Regions from separate parts of the Mus musculus genome. Here region 2 is linked to region 1. The links are chromatin contacts, called in public Hi-C maps. All regions are on one chromosome and are shown on one strand. Each heading gives the region's core, a stretch centred on a gene start, on an enhancer-like site or on the middle of the called end of the contact. The rest is flanking DNA. Distances are from core to core; before and after follow the strand shown. Region 1 overlaps Mms19 (MMS19 cytosolic iron-sulfur assembly component). Region 2 holds the start of Hoga1 (4-hydroxy-2-oxoglutarate aldolase 1).

What was found. A called contact is a pair of places that touch in the nucleus more often than the background predicts.
Region 2: a contact with region 1 is called in a Hi-C map of rod photoreceptor, with 4 times the contacts expected there. The contact joins the promoter of Hoga1 here to the enhancer-like site in region 1. A contact is called at or near these places in 15 of 39 promoter capture datasets (3T3-L1-derived adipocytes, the HPC-7 cell line, HPC-7-derived erythroid cells and 9 more), 16 of 484 Hi-C or Micro-C datasets (ECoMG myeloid progenitors, bone marrow-derived dendritic cells, bone marrow-derived macrophages and 11 more), 1 of 115 datasets of contacts at active chromatin or transcription factors (the HPC-7 cell line) and 3 of 9 other capture datasets (adipose tissue, liver and pancreatic islet).

Annotation. Positions count from the first base shown.
Region 1 is chr19:41,952,326-41,958,126 of GRCm38.p6, forward strand. Mms19 (MMS19 cytosolic iron-sulfur assembly component) reads right to left here. Exons shown (of 31, transcript NM_028152.3): 9 at 5,533-5,619; 10 at 4,816-4,890; 11 at 4,184-4,261; 12 at 3,498-3,636; 13 at 3,094-3,248; 14 at 2,793-2,871; 15 at 2,408-2,533; 16 at 2,141-2,222; 17 at 1,592-1,692; 18 at 1,344-1,493; 19 at 82-237. Among named protein-coding and RNA genes, the nearest start is that of Zdhhc16, 22 kb to the left of the region's middle. Within about 2 kb of position 4,531, at least 2 of the 459 cell types and tissues checked have an H3K27ac peak or open chromatin away from gene starts, as enhancers often do. A contact at or near this core is called in rod photoreceptor, where this site is marked.
Region 2 is chr19:42,042,762-42,049,069 of GRCm38.p6, forward strand. It overlaps Hoga1 (4-hydroxy-2-oxoglutarate aldolase 1), which reads left to right and starts at 3,109. Exons shown (of 7, transcript NM_026152.2): 1 at 3,109-3,349. The coding sequence starts at 3,157. Ankrd2 (ankyrin repeat domain 2 (stretch responsive muscle)) reads left to right here. Exons shown (of 9, transcript NM_020033.2): 7 at 992-1,090; 8 at 1,282-1,380; 9 at 2,100-2,349. The coding sequence ends at 2,246.

The DNA.
Region 1 (5,801 bases), core at 3,281-5,780:
GGCAATATCCAGGAGGTAGTAGTACTGTCCAACGCTAGTAGAAAGCCAACCTACTACAGGATGGAAGCAGAGAAAAATCACCTGGCATTGAAGCCTGCACAGCCAATGCAAACAGGCAGGGTACAGCTGTCTTGTGGAAATACCAGTAGCTCTCAGGGTCCTGCTGGCATTTTTCTGCCACCTGCTGGAGACTCTGACAGACAGCAACAACTTCACTGGACTCTGTAACCATATTCCCTGTGGAGGATAACGTCAGAATTCTCCTTAGGGTTTTCTGTAAAGCACTTCCAGGTCTAGGGGTGTTTTGCCACCATGTCTGTGTACCGTGTGCATGCTTAGTGCCAACGGTGCCAGAAGAGGGCATCGGGGTCCCTGTGACTATAGTGACAGACATTTGTGAGTTGCCATGTGGGTTCTGGGAGCTGAACCAGGGTCCTTGGGAAGGGTTTTATGTATCCAAGATGTCCATGCATTTCTGATCTTCCTACCTATCTCCACATCTGAGTGTTGGTATACAGGCAGGAAGACCTTGCCTATCTGATTCAGTGCTGGGGATGTGGCCCGGTGTTGCATGTGTTCTAGACAGTGCTCTACCAACTAAGCGACATGCCCAGCTCACGGTGCAACTTTTATACACACAGATAGAACAACAAGATCTCTAAAATAGAGCTGCGGGGCAGAGGATGTGTACTGTGTAATTCAAGAAGAGTAGCTCATTCAGTTTTTTGAAGATAATGAGACTGACAGAGTTGGACTGAAATCCAAGTATCAGACTTTTCTTTCTTTTATTTTTAACGTTTACCATGTCCACAAGAAAAATTTTTTTTTCATGTTTCAAATATTGGTTACCGGAAAGGAAGTGAAAGGGAGAAGAGGGAGAGGGTAGATACTGTGTGCCACACGGGATTAGAAGAATAGCTTTTGTGGGTGTGCACGGTCTCTGAATCAGCTACGAGGGTGAGCCAGGAAGCCCCGAGGATCCTCCCAAGAGATATAGTGTTCAACAGGATAACTAAGGATGACAACGGTTTCTAGAATATTGCAAAATACCAACTAGAAATGACTCTCAAGACTTCCGAGACACCAAAAGGGTTGATATGTAAGCTAACCGTAGACCACTTCCTTTCTTATGGTGTATTTGGATGAAACACCGAACTGTACAACCATAAATGTACATCCGCTTACTGTATAGCTATATTAATATAACCATATAAACAATCACTAGATATTGGTTTTAAAGAGCTTACCATGTCACTGCTACGTACAACTACAATTACAACTTACAGGCCCTAGACCAGGGTTCCATTTAGTCCTGCCCCTTGATGAGTGTTACTGCTACTTACCTTTGTTTGCTTGACAGAGATGCTGCAGTAGCAGAGGCAGTGTCTCCTTGACAATGCTGGGATGTGTTGAAACAGCTGACAAAGCTTGCAGACAGCGGAAATGCCGGGAACATTTGGTGGGACCATCTGCTCTAGCCACATCTGACTCCCCTGAAAGCAATTGGTGAGATAAGTTTTCCCTGTGTGGTGGTGTGAAGGCCCTCTCAGAAAGCCCTGCTGGCAAGGGTTGGAACAGTTAGGACACATACCTTTATGCAGCTCCTCAGCAAGCTTGGGGAGCAAGTGTCTGCTGAAGGCTCCAGGATACAGAGTGGCCAGGGTTCCTGATGCCTCCAGTGCGGCCACCCTACTGGGGACAATGAACAGCATTAGCAGAGCCTTGGCCCATCCCTCTCTTCCCAAGGCCTGGGAGCAGGAAGCTCCACGAGAATGGGCTATCATGGATACCTTGCTGAAGAGCAAGACCCAAGTCCTACAACACTTGGTTGGACAGGACTTCTTTTTTTGTTTTTGTATCGTTTTTGTTTTTTGTTTTTTCCTTCTTTTTGAGCCAGTGTTTCTTTGTGTAGCCCTAGTTGTCTTAGAACTCTCTGTAGACTAGGTTGAGGTCAAACTCACAGAGATCGGCCTTCCTCTGCCCTCTGAGTGCTAGGATTAAAGGCTTGTGCCATTGTCTTTCTGACCACTCAGGAGCCATAACACACAGCACAGAACTCTGGCCCTGGCTGCATCTGCTGCTACTGATACAGAGGTGGGGAACAACTGCCCAGGATACCTCAACTGCTTTAGATTCTCACCAACTCTGGGAATCTTCCTCCAGGAAGGTCAGTCGGTACAGGTGACCTACTGCCAGCTCCAAGTCCTCAGCAGACAGGAGACCTGCAGTTAGAGAGAACACAACCTGCATCTGTGTGTCCTTGTAGCCACCGCCCTCCCAGGAAATCCTAGGAGAAATTACAGCACCCAGTGCCGCAGTGAGGACAGGGAAACACTGCTCTTCACTCAAGACAGAGAATGCAAGGAGGGATCAATGCCCTCCTTGTCCTTTCTCCTGTGACATGTACCTGGCTGGGCACCCAAGACTGTGAGCGTCCGGATGCCAACAAGCTGAAGCTGGGTGCTGGGGTCTGTTAGAGCCATGAACACCAATGAGCATAGCTGGTCTTTGAAGCTACTCAGAGGCCTTTCATCTAGGAGAGACAAAGGCCAGGTCAGACGCGCTCACACCCATCCCTGACTGCAGTGCTGCAGACAACGTTGGGCAGATTTTAAGAGCTGGGATTCTAGGAGACATGCATTGGAAAATGGCAATGCCATCAGTATAATATTGCACTGCAGCCTATGAACATGGCCACTCTCCTGGACTCCTCTCTAGTACTCTGTCCTGCTGTACTTCTGGGCTACAAGGCTCAATAACTGCCCAGGATACCTCACTCCAAGTGACCTCACCTCTGTCTTCATAGCTCCATTTCTGCTGTAGCTTTAGGAATCCCAGGATCATTTCAAGGATTGTCCGACGCTGGTTGCTCTGTGATATTTCAAGGAATACTGGGGTTAGAGACTATGTTAAAGGATTTCAGCTCTGCTATTCTAACAATGAACCTTTTACTTAAGACAGAGACTATGTGAGAGTAAACAAGGGAACAAGCTAAGGCTAACAGAAAACCCAGATCTATCTGAGACCAAACTAGAGTATCAGTCTCTCCAAGAAAGGGACCACAGGCACCCAAGTCTCATCTGTCGCCCTTACCTGGCTGTGCTTGTGGAACTGTTCCAGCAGCAAGGGAAGCACGTTGCTGGTGAGGTGCTCACAGGCCCGGGCAGACGCACCTGCAGCTGCCTGCAACAGCTTAGCGCTAGGCCATACAAGTTTCATGTCTGGTTCACATAGATGGTGCCTGCAGTCTAGAGAGGCAGCAATCACAGACCTGGGGAGTAGGCCAAATATTGCCTGTTTCCCCTTTAATCATAGAGGTTGGAAACTGACACCTGGAACTATTTGCTATCAGTTAGCCTCTAACTGCTCTCAATACAAGTAGGGCTGCAGCCCCCAAATTATTGGACATGTGGGAGCCACCCATAAAGGACCACTGGCCCAAAGGAATATCAGCTCTAAGGTGCTCACTCCCTTCGCTGGCTCCACAGTCCCATTACCTTGAAGGATGTTGCTGAGGAAGGAACCAAGGAGGTCCTCAGCATCAGCTCTCAGCACAGAGCAGGACAGACACGCAGTCAGGGAGTGGAGAGCTGCCAGGCCCTCTGCCTCTACTCGCTCACTAGCAGTCTGGAAAACCTGTCAGGAAGGGATCCCATGGCTACTGAGGTGAGCTTGTACCAGCTAAGTCCCCACCACTCCACTGCCTTTCTTCTTGGGGTGCAGAAGAATATGTACTTGAGAATGTTTGGGGCACAGCAATGAAAATTAAAAACCCAATCTACTAGTATCATCTTGGTTGGTTATATGTTCAACAAGTCTTTTACCCCACTAGGAATGACATACTGCAAGAAACAGTTACCCACATAGAATAGAGATTATTGTGACCCTTATTTAAGTCTCTTTCTCTCTCTTTACATTCAGATGGTGCCAGACCTATGCTCCTTGCCATGACAGAACAAGAAGCAGGCATTGTACAAAGGTGGCCATGTATTGTCACCAAGCAGGAAGCCCTCAAAAGAGAACTGCCCTCTTTGACATTCAACTGGAAATCTTTCTATCCCCTTGCTTGTTCACTGAAAAGAACACACACAGCGTCTTGACCCTGGGAGACAGGAAAAAGGACAGGCAAGGGCCATTACTTCTCCTCAACTAACACCAGTGAGTTCAAGTAACCAACACTCACCTCTCTACGGATGGAAGCCCAAAGGCTGGGCAGGAAGTCCTTCAGCTCCTTCTGTCCATACACAGCACAGCAAGCATTCTGCCAAAAGAACCACAGCCATTAGCTAGCTCACGCTCAAGGTGCTCCAGGATACATGGGCACCTAAATATGGTGGATTCTCAGCAGGGAAACCTTCAAGGTGTCCTAACAGTTCTACTGAGTGCTGAGAAAAGATCTCAGCCTATTTCTTATTGAAAGTACAAGGCTGATGACAAAGCCCAGTGAAAGAGTGCTTGCTTACCTAGGATACATGAAGCTCTGGGTTCAATTACTAGCACCCATCCTCCACTAAGACAAAGTCTGCATTAGCAACACACATTAATCTTATTAATTGGGAAGTGGAAGTAAAAAGATTAGGCCAGCCTGACCTGAGAGACCCTTTCTCAAACATCCAAAAAGAAAAAGAACACTGACCAGTTCTTAGCTACACAGAGTAAGACAGTATGAATGTAATACAGTGCTTAGATAAACATTATAAGCCTAAGTCCTGGCCCCTGAGGCACATGAACTGACCCCCGGCTGTCCACGAAGCTGCACTTTAGTATCACTAACCTGTGCAGAGATAGCCGGATCCTCCAAGGAGAAACACTCACCAGAGTTTGCAGAGAATCCAGCTTGGCACTTAAAATCTCCGAATCCACTTTCTCAATTAGCAGAGGCAGTAAGAACTGTAGCAAAGGAGGAAAAAGCAGACGCCTGAGAGAATATTTTAGCCATCAGAACCAATGCCCATATTATCATCAGCCCTAAGAGACAGGTGCTATACCAAGGAGTGGGGTTCAGGTCACGAGTTACAACTGTAACCAACATTCCTGCTACGCTGTGGGACTTAAGAAATAGGTACGTTAGCAAAGCTGATGTGTGTGAAGTACGCTGTCTACAGAAGACATCAGTATTTTAGGGGATGAAATGATGACGTTTTCAATGCTGAAAGTCTGAAAGTATTTGACATATAAGACACTTATAGAACATCAACCCTAAGATACATAATGGAGCATTCTATCTCCTTATGCTTTTACTTTCCAAAAAACTTGTTGTTATAATTTTGTTTTACGTGTATAAATGTTTGCTTGCAGGCACGTCAGTATATCACATGCATGTCTGATGCCATGCAGGCCAGAAAGGTGTGTTGTATCATCTGGAACTAGAGTGACAGATGGCCGTGAGCCACCATGGGGTACTGGGAATCCCACCTGGGTTCTCTGGAGGAGCAGCCAGTGCTCTTACTGCTGAGCCCTGAGCAGACCCCCACACGGCTCTTTCTTCGGAGCGTTCTCTGGGCAGAGACTGTTACATTAGAGCAGACCCACCTCGGCAAAGCGCGGTGTAGACGCCAGCACAGCACGGAGACTCAGGATGAGATCCTCTCTCTGGATGCCATAAGGATCGTTAGGCGGCTGAAAATGGAAAGGAACCATGGCTTTGTACAATTTTCAGGCCACCCTTGGACATAAGTCTGAACCTGGCAAGCCTGCAGAACAGGCAATCCTTAGACACAATCTAGCACAATCATACACCACGAGCCCCAGCAAAAAAACTTGCTCACTCTTAACATATTTTTGTCTTTAGGCATTTATTT
Region 2 (6,308 bases), core at 1,859-4,358, 89 kb after region 1:
CATCTCTTTACATGGAACCTTGAACAAATACCTTGGCTTCCAAGGCACCGTTTGTCAGCCGTAAAACGTGTGGAGTTCTTACATAGATTAGGAGGAGAATGTTTGTAAAGGAATTACTTTTTAACACAAGAAGCTTTTGCCACATCTACCACAGTCATTTCTCAGTTAATGGCATCGAATATAATTATTCAAAAATGCCGGAGCTGGGTGATGGTTTCACATCTTTAATCCTAGTACTCGGGAGGCAGAGGCAGGAGGACCACTAAGATCAAGGTCAGCCTGGTCTACACTGTGAGACTTTGTCTCATTAAAAAAAAAAAATTACTAAAGAAAGTGCGCCAGGTGTGGTGTGTGACTCCATGGTAGCATACTTGTTTAGTATGTGCAAGATCATGGGCTCAGTCCCACTGTTCCAATGAATAAGCATGTTAATTGATTGAAGGAGAACCTAGATACCTGGGAGGCAGAGATAAGAGAATTGAGAGTTTGCAGCTGCCTGGGCTAGGTAGTGAGGCCCTGACTTTTTTTTTTTTTTTTAAGATTTTATTTATTTATTTTATGTATATGAGTACATTGTAGCTGTCTTCAGATATACAAGATGAGGGTATTGGATTCCATTACGGATGGTTGTGAGCCGCCATGTGGTTGCTGGGAATTGAACTCAGGACCTCTGGAAGAAGTCAGTGCTCTTAACCGCCGAGCCATCTCTCCAGCCCAGAGTCCCTGACTTTTTACAAAGGTGGAGGAGTGGACAATAGTTCACTGCCAGGCAAGAAGGGAACTGTAGTAGGCTCGCCAGAGGAGGTGGCACTTAGAGCTGTACGATCAGGCAACTGGGAGGGATAGTGGTATGTTGGACCATTCTCTCCTGTCCAAGGCTCAGGCTTTGGCACTCGGACTTGAGAGTAGGATTAAGCTGGAGATAGCTCTTCCACCCCAGGATACCACAGCCCAGGCCCATGTGCCAACAGTCCTGTTTCCTCCCGCACAGCTACTGAGCACTCCCCTGCATGTGGCCGTCCGTACTGGACACGTGGAGATTGTGGAACATTTTCTTTCCCTGGGCTTGGATATCAATGCCAAAGACAGAGTGAGTCCTTGCTTGCTCCCCTGCTCAGCCAATATGGGTGTAACAGCAGCCTACCAGGCTGCCAAGGGCGAGTAGTCCTTCCTTACAGGACCCTAGGGTGTCTGCTTCTGAGCAAGGTCTTTAGCCCCATCTCCTATCACCCTACCCACCCACTGACCTCAAGGGTTACCTGTGTGCTACACTGATTCTAGGAAGGGGACAGTGCCCTACATGATGCCGTGAGACTCAACCGCTACAAAATCATCAAACTGCTGCTCTTGCATGGGGCGGACATGATGGCTAAGAACCTGGTGAGTCTGTTCCTCGGGCTTGGTGGTTTGGGGTGCCCTTGCATGGTGGATGTTCTGCAGAGGCCATGGGGCAGCCACAGCCTAGGTACTCATGTCATTGGCGCTTGGCTACACCATCCTAATCCCAGGTCTCCCTTCATGTGTCAAGGCCCAAAGCATAAGTTTAGAGAAACAATAAGAGAGGTAATGGGAGGACTTCCCCAAGGTTCCCAGATAGGTGAAGGGGATCGCAGTGCCCAGGCCCAATCCATGGAGGGCCAGTGGAAAGGGAATCAAATTACTTGGTTGGTGTGGCCATTCTAGCACCTCATGTTGGTTCGTGGTAGGTCTCAGACTTTCTATGAATAGATGTCCTCTGGCCCAAGCCTATCTATTGGTTCACAGAACAATCACAGGAGAGGGGCATGGAAAAGTTCTTCTGGCACAGGAAAGCATAGGGACATTGAGGGAAGCAAGAGCACATGGAGAGGGTGTGGATGGTCTTAGCCTTGCAGACACTGGGGCTGGACGATTCATAATGAAGGGACTTTCCTGTGCACTGTCCCAGCATCTCAGGTCTCTGCCCACTAGATAGCAGTAGCAACCATAACCTCTAGTTGTGAAATGCAAGATGGCTTTACCCCTGGGCATTTGCCTCTAGCTGAGAACCACTGGTACAGCTGAAGACAATTTCGGGTGGACTGCTCAAATCTGAGTATGTCTACTTCTATTTTCTCCAGGCGGGAAAGACCCCCACGGACCTGGTCCAGCTCTGGCAAGCAGACACCCGGCATGCCCTGGAGCATCCCGAGCCAGAATCAGAGCAGAACGGACTGGAGAGGCCTGGGAGTGGCCGTGAGACACCTCAGCCTATACCAGCCCAGTAAATACCTACCCGGAGCTGGGCACCCAACCCCCTACTATGAGCTGCCTGCAGCCAGTCTAGCAGGAACACCCCTAGATGCAACACAATAAAGTGCTGGCTTTGCTATTTGTGGCGTTTGTCTCTGTTCGTGCTCCAAACACGTAAGAGCAAAGACTGGATGCTAGAGTGAGCTTGGGAACGCAGGAAATGTGGAGTCCCTTGGGTCCTGAATTAGTAGGTCTCCCGACGCTGGCCTGGCCTTGCTTTGTCCCTCTCATCCTGCTTTTCTTTCCTAATCCCTGGGGCCGCGATTGTGGTATGTTTCACACTGTGGCATACTCATCTTCTGCTCCTATCTTCAAGACTGTTCCATGGAGCTGTGTGTCCCTGTGTGGCCAGCAGAGGGCTAACACGTGACGGCCCTTGGCAGCCACTTGTAGACAGGAGGAGTGATTTTTCACAACTGCTTCTGGAAGAGCAAGTGGTTGGCTACAGTAGGGCGGGGCCAGGCCAGCTCAACCAATCAGTTCCGTCATGTTCAGCCAGCCTGGAAACGGAGGGTGTGCGTGTTGGGGTCGGGGGTAAGGGTGGGGTGGGTGGCTCCAGGCCCTGGCGCTGGGTAAAGAGGTCCCTGTCAGAGACTGTTTTTAGTGTTGAAACCCCAAGGGCCAGCTCTCTTTTAGGCCGTAATTGTGGCGTTTCTCCAGCGGCTTTCCAGCAGGGAAGAAAGCCGGCCTGGAGACTCTCTAGACCCGCCCCCGACCTGGGACACCCAGTGCAAAGCTGCACGCTCCCAAGCCATGCCCACAGGTTGTGGTGGGAACACAAAATTTTAACTGTGTATGTAGATCATTAACAGAGCGGGGAGGAAGGAGTCCAAACTCAGTTCCCCTGTGGTCACAGACAGCTGAGGCTCCAGACCTCCCGCAGAAATGCTGGGCCCCCAAATTTGGGCCTCCATGAGGCAGGGTCTGAGCAGGGGCTTGTCTAGGAATGTGAAGGGCAAGAAGGTAGACATTGCCGGCATCTACCCACCCGTGACCACCCCATTCACCGCCACCGCAGAGGTAGACTATGGGAAACTGGAAGAGAACCTGAACAGACTGGCCACCTTCCCCTTTCGAGGTAAGAGGGAAGTTGGGGAGCCAGATCCAGGAGGGTGGGGAGCTGTGGGGAAGCTCTGGCACTTTGGACAGAGCCTCACCTGCCTTTGTTTCCCCATCTGGGAAGGGCTAAGGCACCTTCTTTACTCCCAGGGTTATTGTAGTGAAAACATGGGGCAGTGAATGGGGGCATCCTTGTCTCTCAGGCCCGCTTGCTGATGGGAAGGCGCTAGCCAGGTCACACAGGAGGGCAGCCTGTTTTCAGCCTCCTTCCCCCTGGAGCCTGCCTGGGGGCTCAATGTGCTGGATCCTCTGATCCACCTCTTGTTTTAACCTGGGTCCTCTCCTTGAGGCCACGGACTACATCCTATGTGAGATTCATCTGCCTCACAGACATAGGTCCAGTAAGAGAAGGTAGAAAAGGGCAGTCCCCTGCCCTGCTCCATCCCATTCCACCCACCCAGAGCAATTCCTGGTCAGTGCTGTCAATGACACCATCTTGTAGGAGGGAACGTGGGCTCCCAGAGATGTGGTCACTGTCTAAAGCCACTCAGCTAACACATAGCTGAGCTGAGACTTGAACTGCTGACTAGAAGCTCTGTTCTGCCCACTGATTCTAAGTTGTGGGATCTATCTAAGACTATCCCTACAAATGTCGTTTGGTGGGTACCAGCTTGGAAAATGGCTTCCCTCTGACTGAGAAGAAGGTACAAGCTAGCAGCTAGGATAGTGGACTCTAGTTTCCAGTTGCAGTTTTGCCAGTGGTCTTACTCCGTGGGATACTCTAGCCCTGTTTCCCCATATGACACACGGGAGTGATAATGCTCTTGCTGTGGGGCAGCCAGAAGAAGAATCTGGAAGAATGTGAAGAAAAAGAATGGTATAGATTCTATAGTGCTATAGATTGGAAGGGATAGACTCTTGGGAAGTCTCAAACCCTGGGAGAACTATCTGAAGGATCTATTTAATATATCAAAGCGGACCTGGCTGCCAGGTTCTCCCAGCCTCCTTCAGTCCCTACCTGTTACAGGTATGGCTGGCATACCCCACCCTCTAGTTCCCTCTTTCCCCAACTCTCCAGCTCGGGGGCTGGGCTGCCCTATCCCAGAGGCTCTTCTCTGTAGAGTGCAGCCATTTTGGTTATCCACCCCTTTCTTTTACATCTTGGCCCCTGCACCTGATTCCCTTCCCTCCCATCCCCCGTCCCCTCCTTCCTCTCCTCAGTGGCTCAGGGTCCTGGTCACTCTGGACTCTCCCAGATGTTTCTGCCTCTGGCTATGCTCTCCCTTTGACCTACAATGAACTTTTCCCTCCACCACACCTAGGAGCAGTCATGCCCTTTTTCAGTTTTTATTTTTTTTTTTATTTTTTCATTCAACACTGTAGCAAAACTGCTTGGTGCTTGGTGACAGTGACCACTGGCCCAGGTGAGCCCACTTCATAGCTCAGGACCCAGATGATGTTTGTGAAGGGACAGTGGCCTTTGGGTGCACGTTCTGAGTGAGCAGGGGATAGCATGGCTACTAGAACTTGCTTATGCTGGCCTGGAGGGATAACCCTTAGCTTCAAATTGAACACTGTGCTTCAGCTTAAAGATCAAGGACACTTAGTGTAGGGGCCAGAAGACTGGCTTCTGTATCCATTGTGTTTCTGAAATCCTGTATTTAGGATTTCACAGAGATCTCCACAGTTGTCTTTGAATTCCCCCTTTGTCTCTCTAACTCATGCAACCAGCATCGGGTGCCCTGGGCAGGTTTGTTGTTTGGTTGGTTGGTAGAGGGAAGGATTTGGCTTCTGGGTTCCTGATGCTGTCTGATTCCTCCATTCACCACATAGCAGGAGATTGGGGCTTTGGGAGGAAGGCGACCAATCTCTGAAGTTGGAAGACTCCTCCTCTGGCTATTATAGCAACTGAGAAATCACACTCAGGCTGGAGAGATGGCTCAGACATTAAAGGCTAGGCTCACAACCAAAAATATAAGAGAAATCACACTCCCTCTGTAGTCCAGTTTCCTTACTTGAGAATAGGAGCTAAGCCCTCAGGATCTTAGCCAGTGGCTCAGTATAATTCCCCCAAGATAGGCAGCCAAGATAGGCTGGCACAGAGGACGAAGAGTCAGGGGTGTCTTTTCAAGGTTCTTGCACTTAGCCAAACATTGATATTTCTCTTTCTGGAATAGACCTTGCAATCTTAACACTCAGGAGAAGATAAAGACAGTTGCCAAATGCTATTGCTACTTTGTATCAGTGTGGGTAACAAGCCCTCCAAAGAGGTGGGAACCTGCCCTTGGTGCTTCAATGAACACAGAATATTCTTGAAGGCTTAGTCTGAGACTGTGAAGTTATTTGTTTTGATTTGTTTTTTTTTGAGACGGGGTTTTTTTCTGTGTAGTCCCGGTTGTCCTGGAATTCCCTCTGTAGACCAGGCTGGCCTCGAACTCAGAGATCCCTGCCTCTGCCTCTCAAATGCTGATAAAGTATTGTTAATTTGTGATTGTTTAAATGAAGAGTATTCCTTTAAAATAAAAGTTAAGGACGAGATGGCACACTGGGTAACGGCTCTTGCTGTCAAGCGATTTGTTAAGTCCAATCTCCAGAATCTATGTAAGGTGGAAGGGGAGAACTAGTTTCTACAAGCTATCCTTTGACCTCCACGTGCATGCCATGGTACACATGTCTCTCCCCTCCCACAAATAAATAAGTGTAAAAGGCATTTTGGGGGGACAGATTAACTAATACTTTATCAAATGTGTTAAAAAAAACCCACAATTATTAATAAAAGGACCATGCAAAACCTTTAGCCTCTGTTTATGGAAAATACATGTCAGTTCTGGGTCACAATTGTTCTGTTGAACTACCAAAAAAACAAATCATAAGAAAGTATTGAAAAGCTATGCAATGGCTGCTTTTAGTGTCAGCTACAACAGACCAACCCCCATTAGCTGTTTTGGAAAGTGAAAGTGGGCCTTAGTTTGTAGATA